2 separate regions of the Mus musculus genome follow, and region 2 is linked to region 1. The links are chromatin contacts, called in public HiChIP or PLAC-seq maps. All regions are on one chromosome and are shown on one strand. Each heading gives the region's core, a stretch centred on a gene start, on an enhancer-like site or on the middle of the called end of the contact. The rest is flanking DNA. Distances are from core to core; before and after follow the strand shown.

Region 1 (5,764 bases), core at 1,742-4,241:
GAGTTAATTCTAGGAATCTTTTCAAATTATTACTTGCTGTGCAAACTTAGTAGGTTCTGGTTAGCACCTTTGCTTAGCTTCATGGCAAGGAGCCAGGAAGCCAGATAGATACTGCCCCTGGCCATGGGCATTGGTACTGAAGGTTCCGCTGGAGGCACAGCTCGTTCACTGTTAATGTTCCTAAGTCGAGAAGAAATGAATATCTATTAAGTAGCCAATTAAATTCAACACGCAGCCAACACACTAGGACATTGATTGGGTTCTTTTCTTATTTTCTTTTTCATTCATTTATCTATTTCTGAGAGTAGGAATCAAGAAACTTACAATCTAGGGGGATAATCAAAAAACTTAAAAATATTAGAGAATGTATATTTTAGAGACTTCTGTTGAAGTTGTCAACGAAAAGAAAGAAAAGGTACGGCATTAGTTCAGGGTATTTCAAAGATCAAGCAGACCTAAGCACATCTACTGTTTTGAACATATGCGCTGGTCTACAGAGCTGTGTATGCTCAGATGCGAGATGATCTTTGGACCAGGACAGATCTCAGTTTTCTGCAGCACTGTGCTTACATCTGTTATATTCCTATACAACAGACTATATAGGCTTAGTTTTTTCAAAACCTACTTTAATTAGGGTTCTCAAATGCTGCAAACCCCCCAGCCCTGCCTTCTAACCTACCATCCAAAGGTAGGGGAGAAAAGATTGTAAATAGGACAAGGGGATGTGAACCTGTTTAGAAGTAGTTCTTTGTGGGTAATTCCAATCTCCATTTGTCAGAATACCAGCAGTCCAGTCCAGTAGTGTCAGGATACCAACTTTACTGTTCAAAAGTGTGCCATCAAACACAAATCAGCAACAGCTGCACAATCCAGCAGAAACCCCCAGGCCTCCACTGAATCAGCAGGAGTCAGCAGGAGCAACCAGGACCAGCCAGGACACCAGAGGCTCTGTATTGTGTCTCTCTCAATGAAGAGCAGCAGAGACTGGAGACCAATGAAGAGTTGCACAGTTGGCTATGCAAGCACCCCCTCACTGTCCATTGAGCCCTATGTATACTCTCTCTAAACACCACAAGTGTTCTAATGTGTCTGGCCTCAGCAGAACATCACCTGAGCCTGCCTCACAAGACACAACCAGAAATTTCCACTTAAAAGACTCCTTCCCCCGAACTAACCACACACAATCCCTTACTTAGAAAGCAGGTTAACTTTTGCCAGCACTAAATCAATCAATCAATCAATCAATCAATCAACAAGGAGCAGATACAGAAGGTCATTGAGACACTGTCACAGAAGCTTCAAGCAAAGGGGAAAGAACTCAGTGAATTCCAGGAGAAGCACAACATTCATCTTATGGAAGAGGATGAGAAGTCAGCAGTCAAGGAAAACTCAGAGAGGGCTGGGGCTAAGCCCAGCTCAGCAGGGGTGTTGGCCTTTTAGGAGCCAAGGCCTCTGCATTTTTTTTTTTACCTTGATTCCCACTTCTAATTTCTTTTTATGGTTGTTGTTGTTTTCTATGCTATTGCAATTATTTTTTAATTAGATGTTTTGGTCAGAAATACATACATATATACATACATATATACATACATACATACATACTGGTTTCCCTTCATAATCCCTAAATGGCCACATTCAACTAAAATCATAGGTTGCCTTCCTCAAAATCCAGGGTCTCTTTGTCCCAGAACCCCGGGAAAAGATCCTGGGATTCTTATGACTTCAAGGACACTGTGTCTTCTGTAGTGGATCTTAACAGGAAATATCTTTAAACCAGCAAGAGAGGTTTCTGAAAAGAAAACAGGAAAGCCAGCTTTATGATTCCTCATATCTAAAATGGGGACAGACCTCCCTTGCTGAGTAATTGTGGGTCGTACCTTAAAGTCCCTAGAATAAAACATGCATTAAGCAGCTGTAGTGTCTGACTCAATCAGTGGTTCTCAACCTGTGGGTCTCGACCCCAACAACCCTTTCCCAAGGGCTGCGTAAGACCATTGGAAAACACAGATATCTACATTACAATTTATAACAATAGCAAAATTACAGTTATGACATCACAATGAAAAATAATTTTATGGTGGGGGAGGGGGCGTCACCGCAAGATGAGGCACTTTATAAAAGGGTCACAGCATTAGGCAGATTGAGAATCACTAGTTTAAGCAGTGCTGCTGGCCTGGGATAATGGAAATACTGTGGGACAGTGTGAACTTTCTAGAACAGACCTGCTTAAGACAAGATCAGAGACACCAACATTGAGGGACTAACATCAGGGCCATGCTGACAAGAGTGTCATCTGCTCTGGTTTAAGGCGTTTCCCAGGATTCACACATCTGGGCTTTCTGGGAAGACAGCCATTTTTAGGGAAGATTAAGGAAAAACAATCTGACATACAAGTTTGGTTCATGGTGTCACAGGCTCAAGTCAGAGAGAAACTTTTCTTCTCTAGCCATCTAAAGGGGTGGGTCAGAATCGGGGGAGGTGGAATAGGAAAATAAGAATGTGACTCATTTGGGAGTTGGAACGTAGGGAACCTCAGGCAGCCACTGTGGAGGGCCTAGTGGAGAGTGGGGGGTGGGGGGGCATTGGTGGCTTCTACTCAGGGTTGGGGTTGAAAAAGACTAGAAGAGTCAAAGCTATCTCCACCCAAAATGGGAAGGAGACAGGGAGGGAGGCATCACATTTGGGGGCCATGAGAGAGACAGAAGTCAGTGCCAACAACTGCAGAAGCAGGAGACATACTCCAGGGCTTGAAAAAAAAAGCTGTTGCTGCCCCTACGGGAGGATGTCTATCCTCTGTGTGAGTCATACATGGAGCACCATCTCAGGAGGGAAGTAGAGGGCAGGTATGTGTGGGAGCTCTGAGGCTGAAAGGTAAGCAAACAGCTGTTGGCCCTGGGAGGAGGGGTGGGGGTGGCAACAGTAGGAGGCTTCCTCAGTGCTGATGGACAACAAGGTCATACAGAGTCTGCTGGCCACTCTGATTATGCCCTAGAGTCTGAGGCCAAGGAAAACCAGGTCACACAAACCCATTACTTCCTCCTGGACATTACACAATTGCTTGAGCCAAGTTGAAATGCCTTCAAGGAGCCACGATAAAAATCATTTTAACCCCCTACGTTGTCTTAAACTGCTAGAGAAATTTTAGCACGGGTTTTGTTCCTTTTTTTTTTTTTCTCTCTCTCCTTTTCCTTAAACACTTAAATGCTTTTGGAAAAATCTTTTTGCTCTTGGCTACCAGGGCAACTACTCTGGGCTACACTGGGCATTACTCTGGGCGCTCAGAAGAAGTAAGTCTTTAGAGTATGCATAGATCTTATGGTAGGAACCAGTCTCTGTCCCTCTTGTCTTCAACACAGCTTTGTCTGGTTATTTTTTTTTTTTTATCATAGCTGCTTTCATTATTACTCTATTCTGCCTCTTTCTGGCAAAGCCACCTAGCATATTTGTTGGAAGCAGCTGGGATTGCCTTAGTAAATGTTCTGGTTACAGAGAAAGAATGTGACGATTTAATCTCTTTCAGGACAGAAAAGGCTTTCTTTAAACCTCCTATCCTTTTTCTCTTGGGCCCTCAGAATTGAGGTTAATGTTGCCCCCCCCCTCGCCTCCCCCAAATATTTTTTTGTATGAGGGATTTTTTATTCTGTCAAATAGATTTATTTCCTTATCAGGCAGAAATGTGGGTACAATAAAGAGATCTCATTGCATATGACTCTGTACACGAGGTCTAGGGTGCCATGCCACAACAATATTTGGTTTTACAGATGATTTAGGAAGACTTTTGTTTTGTAGCACCTGTTGCCAGGCACACAGACACACTCATGCCCCAATCTTTACATTAGTGTTATGTGGGATGGCTAAGGTTTCAGCATCTAACCTTGGTTTTATTAAGTAACAAACAAACAAACAAATCGAAGTCATTTAAGAGTAAGCCAATACATTCTTAAGTTTAAAGGAAAAGACACAAAACAGGAAGAGGTCAAAGAGCTTTGACTAAGAGATCACACCCATGGAGTTAGCAGCACCACATAGCTGCCTCTTGTCCTCACTCCGGTCCCTACATCAACCTAAAAGCACCACCCTGCTTTCCAGCATCACTCATTATGGCTTTGCCTCTTTCTAGTCTTTATCCTTGGGTATTTGGTTTCACGAGGACCTTTCAGGACAGTCTCACTGTTGTAAGTTGTAAATGTTAGGGATTTTTATGCACACCCCAGTTCCTGAATAGGCATGAAGACTGTATTTATTTATAAGCTTTTGGCCTTATAGCTAGGCATTGTTCCCCTCGTTCCTAGTTACCTCTCCTTTCTTCTCAACCTGCTTATTCCTTCGTGTCCGTCAGGATGAATCTTCCGTGCCTGACTCCTTCCTGGAGTCCCTCTCCCTCTCTGGAAGTTCCACCGTACTATTCTGCGTATTGCTGTAGGTCATAGGCTTTTTATTTTAACCAATCGGAAGGTGACAGAGAATATTGTCCAGAAAATACTAAGGCAGGAGATGGTTACCTAAATCAGTCAGGTCTCTGCTGGTTCAGAAACCAACATTTGAATAATACAAGGATAATCTTTATACAATGCACAAAAACATTACTCCAACAGTAAGTAGCAATTATATGCTTTAATTTTTATTGGTCTATATTGCCATTACATAAATATATGTAATGCATACAACAATACATGTGTTGTACTCATTTCTGCTAGTTTTCGAATTTAGTTATTTCTAATTCTTCTGTACACTTTGATCTTACAGCCTTTTCTTTTGCTCCAGGCTGTAGTGGCAACAACTGCTCATAGCTCCAGGATTCCCACTGGGACTCTGGCATTACATGGCTAGAACCATCCAAGTTCTGGACAAGAGAATGGAAGACAGAACACACATGCTAGTCGGTTAGAAACTGCCATAAGATATTCTGTTCACATTTCATTGGCCACCATTTCATTGGTCACCTGGCCAAATGTAATTGTAAAGTTGGGACATGATCTCCATAGCTAAATGTCTGTCTTAGTTGAGGTTTCATTCCTGTGAACAGACACCATGGCCAAGGCAACTCTTACAAAAGGACAACATTTAATTGGGGCTGTCTTACAGGTTCAGAGGTTTTAGTTCATGATCATCGAGGCAGGAGCATGGCAGCATCCAGGTAGACATGGTACTGAAGGAGCTGAGAGTTCTACATCTTAATCTGAAGGCAGTCAGGAGAAGATTATAGTATCCAGAAAATACATCAAAGTGAGGTTCAAAATTATGGGGAATTTACAGATTCAGATCCTAGGATTTGCCCTCTTCTCAGCATGAACAATCTGATAGTTTTCCGGAACGGCTAGCTTGGTGGGATTCACCCCCAGCCTTGGGTAAGTGTTAGAGTAAGTGCTGGAAGGAAGAAGCAGTGTTACCACAATGCCTCATTTCTAGATGGCTCCAAATTCTTTCCTTTGCAAGTTTCCCACTGGGAAGAGGGGGAGGGAGGAGGGAGAATGACTACACAGGGAGGAAGTTACTCTTTCGTTATTATTATTTTTGTATTTTTATTAACACAGCCTTTATATCCCGATTGCAGCTACCCCTCCCTCTTCTCCTCCTAGTCCCCGCCCCCTCTCTCCTCCTCAGCATCCACCCCTCTCCTCTTCTAAGTCCTGCTATGTATCAGACTTAATTCTAAATGCTTGAGGCACTACTCTTTCTATGGAGGCCACATGCTAATGTGAAAGAAACTTTAAAAATGTGTACTTTGGGCTAGCAAGATAACTCAGCGGGTACGAGCCCCGGG
Region 2 (5,764 bases), core at 1,666-4,165, 170 kb after region 1:
CCTATTGCTAATGAACTGCATAAATAACATACAGAGTCCTATTCAAGTATCATACAGTGACTATCACCCGTGCTTTCCCTCTTCTTCTCTACCTGTCATCAAGGACAGATGTAAGTTATCCTTTGTTCCTCAAAAGATCAGCTGAGTGTCCTTTTTCAGTCAGTGCAGCTATAAGGTATGTAAGTTTAAATATGTTTGCTCCCCTCAGAAATTCATGCTGAAATTTGATTGCCATTGTGGTGGTGGTGGAAGGTGGGACCTTTAAGAGCTGATTACATCATTAGGATGGATTAGGGGCTTGATGGTGGGACTGGGTCCCATAGGATTAGATTAGCAACTGTGAGGCTGGGTTGTTACATCATGACCATGTGTGTCTCTATGGTCCACACACACACACACACATGTCTTTTCACTCATGTGTGCTTCTACTTTTCAAGATGAACTGAAGCAGCAGAAGGTCCCCACTAGCATGCTCTCGGGCATGCTAGTCTCAAGAACCATAAGCCAGAAATAAGCGTCTTTCTGTTGTTAATTACCCAGTCTTAAGAACTCTATGAGAGCAACAGAAAACAGGCTAAGACAGACTCTGTAAGGAATGATGGTTGCGTTCCAGGTTTATGAGTCAGTCCCAGCAATCAAACCCTGTGCTGTTGTAGATCACTGAAGCTTCACACCACTGTAGCCAGTTGGTCCATTATGTCCCCCTGGGCTAGGGCCCTGCCTGATAGCCATCGCCTTTTGAGGGAGAAGATGCTCATTCCCGCTGTATCCCCTATTACCACCCAAGGCTGGCATTCTTTATTACTTTAGTGGAGCCATCTTTTCTCCACCACTGGAGACATAGCTGCTCTCATTTCAATTTTTTCTTGTTTTCATCTTGCATGTATATCACTCCATCACAGCCTCTCTTGTCACACTGTCCCCTTCTCAATGTGACATGAGCATTTTAAGGACCCTGTTTACTCTTGGCTGAGCCGTGTAGAATGTTTAATAGTCCTGGGTCTCACATGCTAAAGACTAAGAAGCCCCTCTCATAGTGGCAGTGCTGATGGAAAACTATTCCAAAACTTGTCCTGTTGCGAATACCATGGGGACATCAATCAAACATAGACTCAAGGGCCTCCCAGCTCTTCTAAAACCCAAATCTAATTATAGGGCCTGAAAATCTTTACATAGCAAATATTCCTTGCCTGAAATGTTTGAATATACATAACAAGATGTACTGGGAACAGGACCTAGTTCTATGAAATTAATTTGCATTTTATATATACTCTAGACACATAGCCTGAAGGTAATTTTATGTGCGGCTTTCAGTGTGCTGATATTCCAACAGCGATTGTCACATCTGGTCAGTTGAAAAAATTTCCACTCGTGATACCACATCAGCACTCCCAGGTGTTCAATTTTTGAGCAATTCAGATTAGCGGTGCTTGATCAGATGGGCCCAGGAAACTATTTTGAGAAGAAAAATCAGAGAGCAGGAACTCTCTCTCCCGCTTTCCCTGATTTGTCAGCTTCTGGTTGTCATCCAGATGTTAGCTACCATGGAGGCCCCAGCGTGAGGCAAGAAATGCAGAAGAAAAACTTATGTCACACAGTTGAGTCTAACTGGAAATGTTCTTCAAAAAAGTAAACATGACTTAAATAATCTTTACCCTTGACACCCCAAAGAATTATCCACCCTTCATTTCTTGTCATGGGAATGCTTATTTCCATAAAGTTGCTTTTTTGAAGAAATCTGTGAAAGCATAATCTCATAGGACAATGTGTAACATTTTTAAAACTGAGAAAATTAGGTGAGCGAACTGTCCAAAATTTTCCAGCCTAGAGAGGGGCAACCTTGGATCACAAACTCCTGCTGATTAATATTCATTTGCTTTCGAAGTCTACATCCCTAATTATTCTGGTCTTGACCATGAAGCCATGGCCTTTGAAGGTTTGTTTGTTTGTTTGTTTGTTTGTTTGTTTGTTTTTTAAATTTGGCTTCATCTCTGGGGTCAAGGTGTTCTATGGACTTCATACCAAAAGAGCTATTTCAAATCTGCTGTCAAGTTAAAAAAAAATAAAATCAATTACACAAGAAACTACTTGTATCTCGTTCAATAGCAACAGAAAATTGAAGGCACATTGAGTTTTCCAGAGCTTTGAAATGTTATTTTGAGAAATGGAGGACGCTGACCTTGGCGAGAAAACACAAGAGCACCGAGGAATCTGAGCCTGTAAGGATTAGTATTAGAGGGACAGGAGATGCCAGCCAGCAGCTCCAAGATCAGCACAGCATGATACAGGGTGTCAGAGGGTACCACCATGGGGATACAGGGTGTCACAGGGCACCACCATGGGGATACAGGGTGTCACAGGGCACCACCATGGGCAGTGCATCTCTCCAAAGCCACAGGGCAGAAAAGGGCCACTCCCATCTCAGTGTATTGGTCCAAGAAAGCACACGCCACTTTGCTCTGGAGGAGCAGATAACTACCTCTCTCTGGAGGATCTGGGGCCTGAGAATCTTTTTGGCATCTTTAATCCACCTCTTTTCTTTACTGCTTTGAACGTAATGAGAGCTGGATTTAGGTTGGTATTTCCAAAGCTCTTTTACATCCGGCCTCACAAGTCTGGAGATGGTTCACCTTGCTATTGTGACTTTCTTCAAATGTGAATGTAATTACAAAAACAGAAAACAAAACAAAAAAAAAGATAAACTATTTTGTCCCAAAGACTTGCTTTAGAAAGGGGGGGGGGTAATAACTCTGAGGGAGGGGAAAGAGAAGTCTTAAATATCTTGCAGGTCCTTCTGCACTCTATTTTAAGAGGTGGCAACTGAGCCGAGGAAGGAGCTACTTTTAGCCTTAGCGGCTACAGCAGCGAATGCAGACTTTTTGAGGAGGGAGGACCCACCACAGCTTCACTTACTGCGAGCTTCTGCTTTCGCTCTGTGAGTTGCTACATCTCACAGGACAGCTCGGCCCTCAGGGAAGAGTCTGCGCTGCTCTGACACTTGGCAAGGATACATCAAACCAGAAGAGAAATAAAAGACACAGATATCTTCAAAAGCCACAGAAAGAACTCAGTAGACCCAAACTAGACAGAAGCAGAAAGCCGCAGGTGGGCTGCGTGGGGCAGTATAGATCGGAAGGTTCGGGAAAGGGCCCATGTGTTAGGGGCCTGGCTCCGGAGCTTGGATGAGCAGGAAGGGAATGAAAGTTTAGGTGGGGCCTCAAGGGAGGTTGTCAGTCACTGGGGCAATTCCTTGGAGAAGATAATGGAATACTCTTTCTCTTTCATGCCTGCCTGTGAGGGGAACAGTTAGCGTCACTGTGTGTTGGAGTCATGGTGTGCGTCTCAGGCCTAAAGCATCGGCACTAACTAGTTATGGAGGGAAACCTCCAAAACTTAAGCCAAGACGAATCTTTCTCTCTTTTTAAACTGATCTGCTCAGGCCTTTTGTTACAGTCAACGAAACCTTAACACACCCCGTGTAACCTGCTGGCTTCTTTCCAAGTAGAAACGGTCAGTGTCAAAAGGAAGTTTGGATTTTTGCCTAAGAAAGAAATACAAAATTCTAGGGACAGGAATTGTGCTTCCTGTGTGAGACAGAAGGTAGTGGTGGTGTGTGGAGCCCTTTTGGCTCAGGGAAGAAAGATATCCCTCTAGGTTCTCTAAGAAGAAAGAAAAGGCCTCTGGGCTCCATGTTTGATTGATGATTGAATCTTGGATGTTGGCAAAGTCACTGAAAAACAGGTTTTCTAAAACCCCTTAAAAATGAGGACAAAGGCAATACAAAGTTTAACCTCAGTGAGGGAAAGCTACTTTGTAGTTGAAAAGGAGACATCAGCTATCCTGCTACACGAAGTAAGCCTAAACCTCAGACTTCCTAAGCAGGCAGAGAGGCTTCTTACTGAGAAAATCAGAAACATACATGCTTGGAACTTGATCATCATCAGTTTGGATTTATGTATGGGGTAGAGTGGGGTATGTCCACTCCATAAGTGGATTGCTGTATAGAGAAAAGAACTCTATTAAAGCCACAGGCATGGCAAGGCACACAACGAAGTGCTACAGGTTTTATCGCAACAGAAGTGAGATCTGGCCACTTTCTGAGCATTATTTCACACAGTGAAAGTGTTTGAAAGTGTCAAGTCCAAAACTCAGTTTCCGACAATGTGATGAAATTAAGGGGGTTGGGGGACTTTTAGGAAGAGACAAGGTCATGATCTGGTTTCTCATACAAGAGCCTGACAGGCGTCTGTTTATCTTTCCCTCCTGCCTGGGAGCGGAAGAAGGAATATTCTGAGTGTATACAAGCCCCTATCCAAAAAAAGAAAAGGCAAGAAAGAGAATTAACTGTAAGTAAACACAGAAAATCAATATTTTAATTCTTCTCTCAACCTTATTATTTAATAGCTTGTAGAAAGAACAATGGCTATTGGTGAAAGGTAGAGTTTGGTTAAGCTGGAAGATTTTTCTTTTAAACCTGAGCTTGTATCTCACTTGTTTTTAATAATAAGTATTGGACACACTAAGTTTAACCAACAGCAGTTTTCAGATAATCACATTAATAAGAATAAATCTGAATCCTGACCCACTGACTTTTAAAAAATCAGTTGTCCTCCCTGGCTGTTTACTTTCAGATTGTCCCATACAGATCCTATTTGCAAATTTTAATGCATAGGTCTTCCACAGGTGAAGCTGCCCGCACCCTGTCCTCACCAGAGAATTTTAAGCAGCGGCAACTGGGCGTTTACAGAAATTCATTTCTGGAACAAGAGGCCATGGCTGTAATAAACACATAAGACTAACATATAAGGAGGAAAAATTAAAACCCCTGACCAAGGTCAAAGTTTTGTAGGAAGGCCAAACTCTTTGTTGAGTACATTCTTGTGAAATAAGACAGTACAGTTCATTTTCTAGTCTAATGATACGTGTAGCAGACCATGCTAAAGGACATCTGGGGCTTGCTTAAGGGGCTGAAGAAGAAGAGTGCTACAAAATGGAGGCCAACCTGAGCTACTGAAACATTGACTCAAAAATCTGAGAGGAATGGAGGTGGGAGAGGGAGAGAGAGCAGGAGAGGGAGAGATATGTGGGCAGACATGATTATTCAGAATGAAAAAAAAAACAAGAAAAACTCAACCAGAAAAGAAAGAAACAAACAAACAAACACCCCTTTCAGGTGACTTTGAGAAGAGCCCTTGTGCTCCTTAAGTGTACTGAATCGCCAGTACGATCAGCACTCTGAAGGCTGACGGTAAGCTTGGGCGAGCTGGACTTCTTTGAACATGCAGGAACAAGGGGTTGGTTTCCTGCTTGCTTCTTAGTACTTTGCTGTCCTCATAGATGAGGAGAGCCAGCTTCAAGGCCTGTGTTCTTTGTTTTGTTGGCAATACAAGGTTTCCAGTGTTATCTCTACCTTAGAGGGCAAGCAGGTAAGATTGAGGTCAAGGACAGATTAAAGGCCTGAGTGTCGTTCATACCCTGGGAGGTGAATGTGAAACTAATTCTTCAAAATGCCAGTCACTTCTAGACTTCCAGGATGCAAGGCCGGCAGCTCAACTACAGACAGAGACGGGCTAACTTTGGTTTACAAATGACAGGGAAACAAAATGTTGGAAACATTTAAGATTGTTTTAGCACCAGAGGGTTAACTTTAGATATAAGAGGGGGCATGGGGGGGGATCGATAAAATTTGAAGGTAGCATTAAGATGCCAAGCAACAGATGTCATAGGTTGTCACATTTGCCGGCCCTTTGCTTCCTGCAGTATT

What was found. HiChIP or PLAC-seq counts read pairs in DNA pulled down with a chosen protein or histone mark.
Region 2: a contact with region 1 is called in an H3K27ac HiChIP or PLAC-seq map of microglia, with 6 times the contacts expected there. The contact joins two enhancer-like sites. A contact is called at or near these places in 1 of 39 promoter capture datasets (embryonic stem cells), 1 of 484 Hi-C or Micro-C datasets (adipose-derived mesenchymal stem cells), 1 of 115 datasets of contacts at active chromatin or transcription factors (microglia) and 2 of 9 other capture datasets (embryonic stem cells and liver).

Annotation. Positions count from the first base shown.
Region 1 is chr13:113,487,705-113,493,468 of GRCm38.p6, forward strand. All of the region lies in intron 1 of 4921509O07Rik (RIKEN cDNA 4921509O07 gene), which reads right to left. Among named protein-coding and RNA genes, the nearest start is that of 4921509O07Rik, 12 kb to the right of the region's middle. Within about 2 kb of position 2,992, at least 54 of the 459 cell types and tissues checked have an H3K27ac peak or open chromatin away from gene starts, as enhancers often do. A contact at or near this core is called in microglia, where this site is marked.
Region 2 is chr13:113,654,511-113,660,274 of GRCm38.p6, forward strand. No RefSeq gene overlaps it. Among named protein-coding and RNA genes, the nearest start is that of Gm34586, 3.4 kb to the right of the region's middle. Within about 2 kb of position 2,916, at least 14 of the 459 cell types and tissues checked have an H3K27ac peak or open chromatin away from gene starts, as enhancers often do. A contact at or near this core is called in microglia, where this site is marked.